Regions from separate parts of the Xenopus laevis genome. Here region 1 is linked to region 2. A link is a contact called in public Hi-C data. All regions are on one chromosome and are shown on one strand. The core of a region is the stretch at or near the end of the contact, and the rest is flanking DNA. Distances in the headings are between cores, read along the strand shown. Region 1 has its middle 5.4 kb from the start of LOC108716124. Region 2 holds the start of LOC108716123 (histone-lysine N-methyltransferase SMYD3).

Evidence for each region. A called contact is a pair of places that touch in the nucleus more often than the background predicts.
Region 1: a Hi-C map of the XL177 cell line shows a contact between it and region 2, with 7 times the contacts expected there. The contact joins the enhancer-like site here to the promoter of LOC108716123 in region 2. A contact is called at or near these places in 2 of 4 Hi-C or Micro-C datasets (the XL177 cell line and the XTC cell line).

Annotation. Positions count from the first base shown.
Region 1 is chr5L:53,270,699-53,278,351 of Xenopus_laevis_v10.1, reverse strand. No RefSeq gene overlaps it. Among protein-coding and RNA genes, the nearest start is that of LOC108716124, 5.4 kb to the right of the region's middle. Within about 2 kb of position 3,086, at least 1 of the 7 cell types and tissues checked has an H3K27ac peak or open chromatin away from gene starts, as enhancers often do.
Region 2 is chr5L:52,732,774-52,740,401 of Xenopus_laevis_v10.1, reverse strand. LOC108716123 (histone-lysine N-methyltransferase SMYD3) reads right to left here and starts at 4,201. Exons shown (of 13, transcript XM_041562757.1): 1 at 4,094-4,201; 2 at 3,604-3,787. The coding sequence starts at 4,115.

The sequences.
Region 1 (7,653 bases), core at 1,837-4,336, 540 kb before region 2:
CATATAAAAAATGTACCCAAGAAATAGTGTAAAATCTGTGAAAATGTAAAATGAGCGAATCAAATTAAACAACTTATATACTCAAAGCATATAAGCACAGGAGTCTGTTTTACGTTGCAATGCAATATTTACTGTGTTAATGACAAGAGTTAAGCATTGCATATAAAAAATTAGCAACTGCTAACCAAGAAATAGTGTAAAATCAGTGAAAATGTAAAATCAGTAAAATGTGTTAAAGGAACAGTAACACCGAAAAGTTGTCTTTTAAAGTAAAGAAAATATAATGTACTGTTGTTCTGCACTGGTAAAACTGGTGTGTTTGCTTCAGAAAGACTACTATAGTTTATATAAACAAGCTGCTGTGTAGCCATGGGGGCAACCATTCATAGCTGAAAAAGGAGAAAAGGCACAGGATACACAGCAGATACAGCTATGTTGTATTCAATGGAATTCTTCAGAACTCATCTGTTATCTACTGATTATCCTGGCCAGGGCCGCCATTAGAAATCTTCAGGGCCCCATTGGCCCCGCCTACCCAAGCCCCACCTCAGATCCTGCCCAAAACACAGTTAAAAGACCACACAGACATCAGTGCTAAAAACGGTAAATCTCCAACACACAAGTTATAAAAAGCCATTGATGGGCAGGGCCCCCCATAAAAGTTTTTTTTTTTTTTTAGAAAATTGGTGGTCAAGGCCCCTCTACAAGTTAAAAAAAAAAATTGGTGACCAGGGCCCCCTATAAGTTAAAAAAAAATTGGCTCCAGGGCCCCCCTTACAAGTTAAAAAAAACATTGGGGCCCCAGAGAATATTTAAAAAAAAAACAAAAACATTGGTTGCAGGGGCCTATAGAGTATTCAAATAATACATTGGTGGCAAGGGGTTTAAAAAAATAAAAACACACATTGGTGTTCATTAGAACTGAATGCGTGGCTTTTTTGTTACTCTGGGTATTTTCGCGGCTTCAGGACTTCAGCCGCTGTCAAGGGGGGCCCGGCTATTTAGAATAGTGCAGCACAGCCGGGCCCCCCTTTAGGCTCAGGCCAGGAGTACCCCCTGTGCCCCCTGTTGGCGTCCCTGCCCCTACCAGAACTGTCTCTCCTGAGGAACCTTTATAAGCAGAGGTGTTTCTTTTGGGTACAAGTAGCTTAGGACCATTAAAGGGGTTGTTCACCTTTGAATTACATTTTAGTATGATGTAGAGAGTGATATTCTGATACAATATGCATTTGATTCTTATTATTTGTGGATTTTTAGTTATTTAGCTTTTTATTCAGTAGCTCTCCAGTTAGAAATTTCAGCAAGCTGGTTGCTAGGGTACAAATTCCCCTAGAAACCACACATTGATTTGAACTATGAGACTGGAATATGAAAAGGGGAGGGCCTAAATATAGTAATAAAAAGTAGCAATAACAATCCATTTGTAGCCTTACAGAGCATTTGTTTTTTAGATGGGGTCAGTGACCCCCATTTGAAAGATCAAAAGAATCAGAAGAAGGCAAATAATTAAAAACCTATAAAAAATAAATAATGAAGGCCAACTGAAAAGTTGCTTAAGTGTCTGTTGACCCCCCCCTTATTATTAATATATGTCCAGGGCCAAAATGAAAAAAGTACTTGCATTACTGTGTTTCAAGGTGGCTGTACATTGTGGCAGGGCCCCTGCTGCTGTCAGCAAGCTGCAGAATCAGGTGGGGAGGAGGGATCTTTAGTGCCTGTACGGAACGCATTTTAGGACAAAAATAGCAAAATAGCTGTCCTGCATGCAATGTCCTATGCCTTCGGAATGGTGCATCGGTTGCTTTTGCCGTCACCCATCGTCCAAATCTGCAATCACACTTCCGTCCTCTACCCTCCCTTCTCAGCCGTCACTCATACGAACTCCGCCGTCAGCCTTCTGCCGTCAGCCTTCCTCCCTTAGTCTTCCACCCTCAGCCCTCCATCCTCCTCCTTCAGTCATTTGCCTTCTGCCATCATTCCGCTGCCTTCCGCCCTCAGTCCTCTTCCTTCTGTCTTCTCTCACCACTTTAGAAACTTATAGATAAGACTGTCAGCTGAAAAGAGCGATCTCAGGGGGGAATGCTGAGCAGCGAGGGCCGAGGGAAGACAGCGGAAGGATGAGGAATAAAAGGAAGAGGACTGAGGGCGGAGGATTGAGGGCAGAAGGCTGACGGTGGAGTTCATATGAGTGATGGCTGAGAAGGGAGGGTAGAGGACGGAGGTGTGATTTGGACGATTGGTTACGGCAAAAGCAACCGATGTGCGATTCCGAAGGCATAGGACATCACATGCAGGACAGGTATTTCGCTGCGGAATGTCCTAAAATGCCTGCACATTTCTTTCCCCTCCCCTGCTTCTATACTGTTCCTTTTGACTCAGCCTGGCTTTCTCCTGCTGTCTGTCAGAATGACCGATGATGCCACAGAGGGGGAGGAGCTTCTCGTTCGTTTCCATTGCAGCTTCTTCTTCTAGCAGGGGAGGGGAAAGCAAAGTGCAGGCACTACAGGTCCCTCCTCCTCACCCGATTCTGCAACTTGCTGATAGCGGCAGGGGCCCCCCCCAACACCCAAAAAGCACCGGGCCTGGGACAAGTGTCCCCCCAGTCCCCCCTGATGGCGGCCTGATCCTGGCTACCCCCATGGCTACACAGCAGCTTGTTTATATAAACTACAGTATAGTTGTGTTTCTGAAGCAAACACACCAGTTTTACCAGTGCAGGGCAACACTACATTATATTGTCATTCCTTAAAAACACTTTCATTTTTTGGTGTTACTGTTCCTTTAAAGCAACTTATTAGCAACTCATAACACAGATGTAGCATAATAAGAAAGGGTAGGCAGGTAAAAGAAAGCCTTTACCTGCTACTCTAGCTCTAGCCCACAGCTACTACTACACAGGGACGGACTGACCACCGGGAAAAACCCAGTGGGCCCCGCGTTGCTCTGCTGGGCCCCCAATGGTGCACAGCCCACCTTCTTTCTGGCCCTACTGTTTTTTTACCGACATCCTGAGGGGCCCCCTGCCACCCATTCACCTTGCTTGACCCGCCGCTGGCCACTTTGGGAAATAAAAAAAAGATGGCTGTGTGTTCCACTGTAGAACACATGGCCCATCGCCCTACTTGGCTGTCTGGTCATCACCATGCTGTGTCTCTGCGTCTGTCAATCTGCTGGTCCCCCTGGTACACTGTGTGACAACTCCTTGATTTTTTTTTGCTGGAGGCAGAGGGGGCTAGAAGCATGAGCACAAAATAAATAAGAAACATTGGCGGAATTCTGCTTGTGTATGAATGGATGAGGTAATGCTTTCAATCTATTCATTTTCTGCAGTGATTTTATAAGCAAGTCTGGGGTTAATTTGTTTATGGTCCATTTTCTGCATTGATCTTACTAGTGTGTATGGAGTTAATATGTTTATTTTCTGTTTTCTGCAGCGATCTTACTAGCAAGTCTTTGGGACTGCAGTGATCTTACTTGTCTGATATGCCCATTGTCCATTTCTTCCTTGCCTGTTGGGGGTTAATATGCTGATTAGCCATTTCTTACTGGCATGCCTGGGGTTAATATGCTGATTGGTCATTTCTTATTGGTATGTTTGAGGTTAACAATGTTGGTACCATGTGTAGCAAGGGGTAGCAAAAGCTGTGAAGGGCAGTGGTGGTGGTTTGGTGGGCTCCTGGGATGAGATTCTCTGGTGGGCCCCAGGTACCCCAGGCAAGCACTGCTACTACTGGTTTTACATTTTTGTTAATCCCAATGGCAACAGTCACACTGCAGTTCTAATGGTTAATGACCCTTAAAATAATCTACACAAAATTTTAAAAACCTTGCATTGTTCAAGAAATGCCACTAGAGGGTAGTGATTCACCAGAAAATGTATAGAACTAAGAACTGCACTAATATGGAATGCAGCCCCTTGCTAAATGTTTAGAATATAGTACTGGGTCACATATATACAAGTATATGTCATATCTAGTATGGCATTGTTGCCAAATTATTTGAGAATCATAATTATTTCTAGAAAAAAACACAAGCTGTGCTACACTAGTTGTATTTCATTTAATTTCAATGCATTTGATTTGCACTCTGGGCAGTGCTGCTAAAGGAACAGTAACATCAAAAAATTTGTTTTAAAGTAACTAATGCAGTGTTGCCCTGCACCGTTAAAACTGGTTTGTTTGCTTCAGAAACACTACTGTTTATATAAATAAGCTGCTGTGTAGCAATAGGGGCAGCCATTCAAAGGAGAAAAGGCTCAGGCTTAGCAGATAAACTCTGTAAAACATAATGGTGTTATCTGTTATCCACTATTTAGGGTAAGGCCACACAGGGTGGTTCGCCCGAAGTTGCTTCACAAGGAAACTTTGGAAAACGAATCGCCGCGTGTGATTAGAGCCAGCGATTTTTCATTTTAGCCTGCGCAGAGTGAGGGAAGGCGTTTTGACGAGGTGATTAGTCGCCAGGTGACCAAATCTCCCCAAAACGCCCAGTGTTGCCTTACCCTCAACCTGTGCCATATAGCAGTTTTTTTAATTTCCCATTGCTACACAGCAGCTTGTTTATATGAACTATAGTAGTGTTTCTGAAGCAACCAGATCAGTTTTACCAGTGCAGGGCAACAGTACATGATGTTTTTATTACTTTAAAGCACATTCATATTTTGATGTTATTGTTCCTTTAAGTGTCCCTTTATTCCCAGACGATCTGGGAAGCTTATACTATGGTGATGGTACTCAGGGTATAGTGTATAGAGTGGGTATAGTCAGGCAAGTAGATATACAAGTAGATAGATGCTTTAATACATGCTCTGTCCTGTAGCCAAAACACCTGGGAAATAAAGTTGAATTAAGTACAAAACACAGTAAATAGAGTGTGACCTATCTGACTAGCAAATTGTACAGCCCTTTTAAATTCCCCTTTTCAATTTAGTAGCCATATAGTACAGTAATGGTTGATGGAAAGAATTGTCTACAAACTGAAATACTCATGTCAGCTTTTCTCTTGAGGCAGAGGTATGATTCAGGCAGATGGATTAATTCCCTCCTGGGAATCAACCTGTTTATCTATCCCATACTTAAAAGAGGAACGAGACGCTGAAATGGCACACCTAATCACATCACTTTAATATGAGTTTAATTCATTTCTTTTCTTCTTTAATTCTAGCTTTCAGTGAAGAAAGTTAAATAGAAAAGTATACAGTAAGTATCAAAGAGAACTGTTGAATGCACCGAGTGACAAAAGAAAAAAATTCTAGTGCTAACCTTTAAACATTGATGTCCCAACCAATGAAGTGCAAGCGAGAGTAGAAATTTGAAAAAGATTGACACCAATACCTTGTCTGCTACAAATGGGGGGTTCGCAATCTTTATTCCATGGTGCTCATGACACTTCACAGTGATGAAACGTTTCAGGACCGCATGGCCCTTCCTTTGTCACTGAGGAAGGGCCATGCGGTCCCGAAACGTGAAGTGTCATGAGTACCATGGAATAAAGATCGGGAACCCCCCCCATTTGTAGCAGTCAAGGTATTGGCGTCAATCTTTTTCAAATTGTATATTACTGGTGAGTGGCTAGGCCAGGGCCTCTACCTAATCCCCTAATTGAACTTTTATTTGCAAGCTAGAGTAGAAAACCATTACCGGTGTACAGTACATGTACAGCACATGCTAATACTAGAGGGTTCATTTATGTCTCAAGAGCAGTAGCCGCGATCGCCCGTCTCCACCACTCCGGGTTAGGGGATCTGAACCCGACTCCCTTTTGATCGGCCAAGGGTGACGGAGGGCTCCGGTCCCAAGATCTGCATTAAAGGAAAACTATACCCCCAAAATGAATACTTGAGCAACAGATAGTTTATATCAAATTAAGTGGCACATTAAATAATCTGGAAAAGTAAAACAAGGGTTTCTTAGCACTCCTTCCTCAAGCTCACCCGAGGGACCCTATAAGATACCTGCCCTAAAACCTCTGGACACTGTAAGTACTTAATATGTCATTTACGAAATAACACCGAAATGTGTATTGGTGTTGAGGAACCCTAGAGTCATGGCCACCCTTGACTGTGGTGTTAATTCCAGGGTTTCTACAGTGGGTAAGGGTTACATCAATAACTTCTACAGTGGGTCACATCAATAAGCAGAGTGGTGCCAACAGAATGTTGCCAACAGTTGGAAGTAATACAATCCCCACTCTGAAAATGTTAGCTGTAATTTATATACAATTTGCAAATACAGGTATAGGATCCGATGTCCAGAAAGCTCTATATAATGGGAAGGTCATCTCCCATATTTTAATAAAATAATATTTCCTTTTTTTCCGTAATAGCAAAACAGTATTTTGTTCCTAACTAAGATATAATTAATCCTTAATAGTGGGAAAACAATCCTATTGGTCTTATTTAATGTGTAAATGATTTTAATATACTTAAAGTATGGAGCTCCAAATTACGGATAGATCCCTTATCTGGAAAACCCCAGGTCCCCAGCATTCTGTATAACAGGTCCCATACATGTACACACAGGCAACTGCATTCATTTTAATGAGGCGGATGCATTGATGCTGGAATTCAGAGAAAACAGATGGCATTTATGGTAAAAACCATGGTGATCTGAGTCAGAAAATTGTGCTAGGCACACTGCACTGCATTTTAGGGATGCCCTGAATCCAGGATTTGGTTCGGTATTCGGCCAAATATTTCACAAAGGATTCTGGGATTCGGCCAAATCCCAAATAGTGGATTTGGTGAATCCTTACTTATTTGAAAATGGCCAGCAATGTTTTGCCATGAGAGGATCTGGCAAGTCAAAAATGTGGTTGATTGAGGTCTGCATCAGCCTCTCTGTGTGATCTATGGCTAAGCACTAATAAATATGAAACTCAAAATGACTAAATCACTTCCATTTGACCCACTATAATGGTAGCCTAATTGTCCAACAAAGCTACTTATTTGTTAGCCAGTAGAATATTATACGTACTGCCATATTAACAAAAGGAGTATTGTATAGTCCTCTTGCTCACCAATCAATCCCTATTTTTTTTTCCCTTTTAAGCCATAGAAAGCCTGCCAGATACTCTAAGACTTTCATCACCATGTAAAAATGTTACTGCGTAAAGAAACCTTTGTTTCAGTAACTAAACATGCTTCTTAAGTATTGTTGGGCATGCAATAAAATTCCACAACACGGCAGTCTGAATTGTGTAAGAGCACATGGAGGTAAACACATCTATAGCAACAGGGTATTTAAAGTGTAGCTTTGTTGTGCAGCAACGACAGTAATGCAACATATATCAACAGTAAGTTGTAATAAAATATGAGTCTAGAAAATGAAAAAGAATTTATGTGTACAGACGTGTGTGCTCCCTGCGGTGTATTTGGCATTAAAAATGTGCCATGTCATGTAAATTAGAACAATGGGCTGTGTGCTGGATGTACAAATCAGAACTGATGGTGGGGTCCGGGGTCCTGTTATTGATACAAATTATCTGGAAGCTGTATTGCTGCATTTTCTGAAGGTCCATAAATTGGGGTTTAATGATATATACTGTTATTTTAGCCATCCCTGTTGTGCTGCCATCACACTGCTGTTCCTCACCTGGAGTCTAGGGTTGCCACCAGAAATACTGGCCTTCCCATCTCTCTTTACTCTCTGTTTA
Region 2 (7,628 bases), core at 2,952-5,451:
ATGGACATTCCTATAGCTAATAATTATATGAAAATGGCCTTAGTCCAAATATTTTAGTGGAAAACAGGTTAGATAAGCAACACTTCTCAATCCCTGAGATTGTGAACCCTTCACACTTACAAACACACTGCAGTGGGTTTTCCAGATGCAAATTGCCATTCTTCCCCACAATGCAGTGCCCCCCCATTTCCAATGTATGTTGTGTCCACTGCAACTGTACTCCATAAATTAAAATGAATTTAATGGGGATGCTGGGTCTTGGACAGATATTGAATATAAAAAAATATATACTAAATGTTATTTTTTAGCTTTGCTGCTGCCCTAGAAATAGACATTCCCAGCCTAAGCCATGAACACACCCAGGTCATTATTTATTTTCTAACAAACTTTAAAGGAACAGTTCAGTGTAAAAATAAAAACTAGGTAAATAGTCTGTACAAAATAAAAAAAGGTTCTAATATAGTTAGTTAGGCAAAAATGTAATGTATAAAGGCTGGAGTGACTGGATGTGTAACACAATAGCCAGAACACTACTTCCTACTTTACAGCTCTCTAACTCTGAGTTAGTCAGCGACTTTAAGGGGGGCCACATGGGACATAACGGTTCAGTGAGTTTGCATGCAGGTAAGATTCAAAAGCAAACAGTAATGACCCACGTGACCCCAGCTCAAGTCACTGATTGGTTGCTGCCTGGTAACCAATCAGGGAAAACCAAGAGAGCTGAAAAGCAGGAAGTAGTGTTCTGGCTATTATGTTACACACCCAATAACTCCAGCCTTTATAGATTAAATTTTTAGTTTACTATATCAGAATTTTTTATTTTATTTTGCACAACCTATTTCTATAATCTATTTAGCCAGTTTTATTCTTTTACTGAACAATTCCTTTAAAACTGGAATTACAGAGTCAAGCGGGTGGCATTATTATGGCAACAGCAAAACCCAGACTTGTTTTTCAAACAGGCAGCTGGTGAATATTGAATTCCATTTCAATTGCTCCCTAGTCCAACAGTGGCAACCTGTACATTACGCCAGTTGACATATGGCATTACCCATGGTGATGTGAGCCTTGTGTTCAGCTGCTTGTCCACAGAAATCTTACTTGTTAAGTTCCTAATAAACAAACCTTTTGCCAATATTTCGATCTTGTGTTGATGTCCCAATTTGTAAACACGACATGCTTCAATGCCCAGTGGCCCCTTCTGTTTGGCCTAGCATTTCATGCCTTCATTTCTGCTCAGACACATTTCATTATTGCTCTGGACTACATGTGTATTTTATTATACACCTGTGTACTTTTCTTAATGAAAATTCTACTAATTAGGTGTGTGGAAACTTTTGTAACTTTAGCTATATAGTGTGTATCTGACTCTAGAGAAGTATTATAAGAGAAACTAGAATAATAGATTCATATAACAACATAGATTTAAAAAACCCCACTGTACCAAATGTGGGAATTGTTACTGAAATTGCAGAATTTTTTGAAAGCAGTACAGTGGTCAATATAGATGTTACCATTGGTTGACCTAACGGCACTTCCCAGCGATAAGATGCTGAAAAACACTGCAGAATAGATGACTTTCAGAAGTCAGAATAAGACCCTGTAACATAAGGCATTCCCAATGTATGATCTTTGGGCCTCCTAAAACGTAAGCGGAATTTGTGTTTATCCTGATGCCTTAAAGGGGAACTATCGAAAAATAAATTAAAATGTAATATTAGCTTCAGCATACTGAAATAAGAAACTTTTCAATTAAAATGCTGTACTATTTCTGAAATAATCAAGTTCATTTTCACTAATCCTCTCTCAGCATCTGTTTCTCCTCTACCGGGCATCTTTGAAAGCACAGATATTCCCTGCTAAAAGGCTGTGGTTGGCATGGTACAGAAGCCTAAAACATAATGTACAACATTTCTAGTCTACTTCTTTAGTTAGGCTTTATCTCTCCTTTAAGCCCTGATCTGGCCACTACTAGGTCTGCCTTAGCCCTTACCAGCTTTGATCCATACCAGCCACTCACCTGACAACTATGTTCTCTCCTTCATGTTCCTTTGTGTCTATGAGCGCAACAAAATTATTTTGTACACACATTTTAAACTTTTGTGCACAGTTTTTAAAAACTGTGTGTTCAGGTCAGAATACAAAGTTTTGTGTTTGTGCGCACCACAATTTGTTTGTGTGTGCTGGCCTCAAAATTTGTCTTTGCACGGACGAGCGCACACCTTAGAGGGAACCTTGTCAACTGTTCTAAATCTGCAAGTACAGTCCCTGCACATCAATGCCTCAGTTCTGAATGCAAAATACTGTATTTATAAAACTGTGAAATTATTTTATGCATATGTGTAAACATGTTTACAATTAGGGTTGACTCTCTAGGTAGAAAATGTCCTGAAACCCAGACAAAACTCTGTTGATAGGAGGCTATATCAACACCTCACTGCATAAAGTCACACTCCCACCCACAGCAAGCAAAAGGTGGCAACTTTATATACGGTTACCACATTGAGTGTATTGAAACAGCATATAAAACAACTTATCATCCCAAAATAACTTAGCTGTAAAACAATACTGCAATATTCATAGTAAAAATGTAAATATAATATACGTGGCTTTAATTCGCACATAAATAATTTTTCACACTTTTATAACTGCTATGTCAATAAAGTAGAGAGCGGCACCTAATTACATAAAACTACACAACAAGAGCAAAAGAGAAAACTAAATAAATGGGCAGTTTAAATGGCAATAATAATAATTGTGTTAGTATCTAGGCTGTTGCTTTAAACCTCTAGGACATGGATACAGCCACCACTATATATGCATTACTAAGGAACCATGTATCAGCTACTAAGGGTCCCTTGCTACAAACAGTACCACCTTCCCTCTCTTTCATTCCTCGCTCAATTAATGGGGTGTTTCAGCTTAAAGTAGTTTTTTTTTTTTTAAATGATTTGCTTTCTTCTTCTGACTCTTTCCAGCTTTAAAATGAGGTCACTAATCCCATCTAAAAAAAAACAAATACGCTGTAAGGCTACAAATGTATTGTTATTGCTACGTTTTATAAGTCATCTTTCTGTGCAGGACCTCTCATATTCCAGTCTATTATTCAAATCAATGTATGGTTGCTAGGGTAATTTGGACCCTAGGAACCAGATTGATGAAAGTGCAACCTGCTGAATAAAAGGCGAAATAACTTAAAAACTACAAATGAAAACCAATTGCAAATCAGAATATCACTCTCGAGATCATACTAAAAGTTGATTCAAAGGAGAACAACCCCTTTAATACATTCAACAAGTCACTATATTACTACAATGATGGAAGCCATTAACTAGCTTCAGTTGATGCATAGAACCATTGTACTCCCCAGCACATTCCATGTGCTGATATTGTATAAACCCAGGAATATCGTAACAATAGCAGGGCCATTTAGCAAAGCAGGCTGATTGGCTGGTAGTTTCACATGCCAATATAAACTGAGACAGTTTGTGACAGTGATACTTTTACCGATTGGCCAGTGTGATTCTGGGCTTTTATGATTGGGCATTTGCATCTGTGATTCAGGTGATGCTACTAAGTGAGAAGCGTTTCAGGGAAAGATACCTGTGAAGGCAGTAATCGCACGCACTCTTTTTCCGGCACACCGTATATACATAGGGTACAGCTCTTATCACCGTTAATCCATGGCTCATATCCTTAAGTGCTCGCACTCCATTACCCTTCCCCAGGCTTTGGAACTTCTCCAGAATTCCCGCCATTGTGTTCGCTGTGCAATTAATGCGTTCTGCTGAATGAGATAAGAGAGAATTATATAGCGCCACTCCTTCCAAACTCTTTCAATGCTCCACACATATTTGCAAATTACTTGTTGAAAATTATAAGTTCCCACAGGGCTGTTGTCATTTATATATGAGTGGAATATACAGACTAGTGGTGTTCACTTCCAGATGAGCACAACATATAAATACAGTGGTGTGAGTCCTGCTTCTCTGCTTGCACTGCCTCCAAAACAAAATCAGACAGAGCTCATAGCATATCAGACTTTCTATAATCACCTCTGCATGCCATTAAAGTCCCACGTGGTATAGGTTACCAGCAGTCTCAGTCTCCCTCATGCACGGATTCTGAAGTTGCTTCCCTTCCGCCCATGTGACTTTTCTCCTGGTGCCTGCAGGGTCCTAATGCTCGCTAAAAGGCTTTTCACTCACAGCACTCCTGAACAGCCACTCTAATAGCACACGAATCAGAATGCACTGATGAGAATTTTGATCAATTCAACAAAAATTTAAAAATCCAAATTTACATGCAGTGTCGGACTGGCCCACAGGGATACCAGGAAAACTCCCGGTGGGCCAAGGTGTCAGTGGGCTCATGCTGCTTAACATTTGGCTGATTTCATGGTCATTCCTTATTTCTATGAGAACAAAGGGGCTAAATAGATGGAATAATTGATTATAGTATGTAAAAAAAAGAGACTAGGAGAATAGAAGTTGAGTGATGAGAGGAAGAATAATAGTACTGAGAGTGGGCCCCCTGGTGTCCCAGTCCTACACTGCTTACATGAGAGATTCCAGGACACAGCCTAATGCATTGTGTATATAGGTATTGTATATAGGTACGCACACACTGCAATTGTGAAATACTGGAGTGGAGCACCCTAGGCACCCGACCTTACAACGCCCCCAAAATAATGTGACACCCCACCATGCTCTGAGGCCTGCACCCCTCACCCCCCCCCCAATTGATTTCTGAAGTAAGTATTCCAAAGTGGCTGGGGGGCAATTTTTATTTTCTAAATGTTTTGAGTTGTTTTAAATGTTTTCATGCACCCAAGGGCCACCCCCCAAAAGTGGCTGTCCAAGGCAGAGGTTGGTGCTTATACATAGATACGCCCTTGGTCACATACTGTGCCTATTGTGAAATGCTGGAGGGCCTCACACTGAGCCTGTCGTGAAATGCTAGTGGGCCACATGCTGCTCCTATCATGAAATGCTATAGGGCCACAATGCACCTTTCATTAAATGCTGCAGGGGGGGGGGCTGCATCTGTACTGAAACTATGGGGCATATTTATCAAAAAGTGAAGTTAGAGATAGCCACAGTCAATGGGGTATATTTATCAAAGAGTACAGTTAGAGATCATCACAGTTATTTCTATGGGATTTTTAAAAGAGTATTTATCAATGGATGAAAGTGAAAGTTCACCCTTTGATAAATACGCCTTTAAAAATCTCATAGAAATGAATGGAGAGAGGCAGTATTTTACTCTAGCGGACTGTGGTTATTTCTAAGTTCCCTCTTTCATAAATATACCCCAATGAGTGAAAGTTCACCCTTTGATAAATATTCCTTTCAAAATGCCATAGAAATTAATGGAGAGTGGTGGAATTTCACTCTAGTGGACTGTAGCGATCTCTAACTTCACTCTTTGATAAGTATGCCCATATGGGTAGCCCACACACTGTGCCTGTCATAAAAATCTGGGGGGCCACACACTGCATTCGTCATAAAATGTTGTGGGGCCACACACTGCTCCTGACATGAAATGATGAGACCGACTCACTGCGCTTTTCATTTTTATAAAGCTGGGGCCCACACACTGAGTCCTTCATAAAATGCTGGGGGGCCACACAATTCAGCTGTCATGAAATGCCAGAGGCTACACACTTCAGCTGTTATGAAATTCTGGAGGGCCACACTGCTCCTTTGATCAAATACTTGGGGGGACAAACACACTGCCTGCTATGAAATGGTGGGGGACCATACATTGCACTTGTCATGAACTGCTGGTGGGCCACACACTGAGTCTGTCATGGAATGCTGGGGGCCCACTGTAAGGAACTTAAGTGATTAAAAACAGAATTACGCCTTAAAGATGGCACAGATCACCGACATTGAGTATATGGATTGGACTGATCAATTCGCAATTGGAACTGTACAAACTGACGTATTTAGCCCGAGGATGCCCAAAGAAATTTGAAAGTATATGGAAACCTTGGCTCGAGTCGCCAGCCACATCAACTAACCAGTGAACATCAATTTACAGCCATACTTCCCCTCCTTCCCCCTTCTTTTCCTTTTCTATCTAGCTTCTCTTCCTTCTATCTTCTTTAAGTTGTAAAATTCAATAAAAATTAATCTTTAAAAAAAAAGATGGCACAGATGCCTGACTATGTTGGAACCACTGTTGAGCCACTGTGGGGGGGGGGGGAATCCCTCAGTTTTTGTATCAATAAATCATGTACCTGCTTTATCTGAATGTGTGTGTGGTCAGTTTCAGTCACTCTATAGAACCAATTTATTATGTAGCAAATAGACGTGCCCTTTGGTTAATCAAATTTGACTGTACAGATATGCGATCCGTTTTCAGGAAAGCAGTTATCCAGAAAGCTCCAAATGACAGAAAGGCCATCTCCCATGAATTTCATTTTATTGAAATAATCCAAATTTTTTAAAAAGGATTTCCTTTTTCTCTGTAATAATAAAACAGTGCCTTGCACTTGATTCAAACTAAAATATAATGAATCCTTACTGGAAGCAAAATCAGACTATTGGCTTTCTTGAATGTTTACATGATTTTCTAGTATACTTACGGTATGAAGATCCAAATTACAGAAAGATCCATAATCCAGAAAACCCCAGGTCCTGAGCATTCTGGATAACAGGTCATATACCTGTACAATGTGTTTTAAGAATGTTTGATTACAAGCTCCCCGAAGAAGGGGCTGGTATCAATTACCGTATATACTCGAGTATAAGCCGAGGTACCTAATTTTACTTCCAAAAACTGGGAAAGCTTATTGACTCGAGTATAAACCTAGGGTAAAAAATGCAGCAGCTTCTGGTAAGTTTCAATCAAAAAATTTAGGGTTTCTGCTCCCATTTGAGGTGCTGGCGTCTCGTTTTTGGATGCCAGTGACCATTCTTGGACCCAGCGAATATTCTTGGAAACTATTCTTAGACGGCGGCGACCGTTTTTGTGCTTGACCCGAGTATAAGCCGAGGTAGAGTTTTTCAGCATAGTTTGGGGGCTGAAAAACTCAGCTTATATTCGAGTATATACGGTATATATTTTCTCAACATTTATGTGTATTGAAGCTGCTATATAAATATAGTATAATGATAGTAACAGTAGTATAGTAAATAATACTGGCGTAATATTTTATTTAATCTCCATATAGGGTATGAGCAGTTTTACTGTTGTTACTGGTTTATAGCAGCTCTGACTATATAGTTCAGTTTTTATCTATAGGAAACTTGCATGCATGAATGTAATTATAGTACCCCGTTAGATTCTGATTCCCAGCATGCCATTGCAGCCAATCCTACTGTGTGCTTTAAATTCTAATCCACTGTTAAGTGGCACATTGAATGCCCCATAAGTTATCAGATATTTATACTTTTAGCTGATAACAGCAGTATTTAGTGTTTTTAAACTAAAAAGTAGTTAGGTTATGAGGCAAACGCCAACTTCTTCCCTTGATGCCTGCAATTGTAGTAAGAGGCTGGCGAATAGCTAGTATGGTTCTGAATTGTTTTTATTAATTAATAAAAAGGGATATTGTCCACACCTAGGGAACTGTAAGCTTGTTAAGTTTTGAGGGGTTACAGTAGATATGATTAACTTAA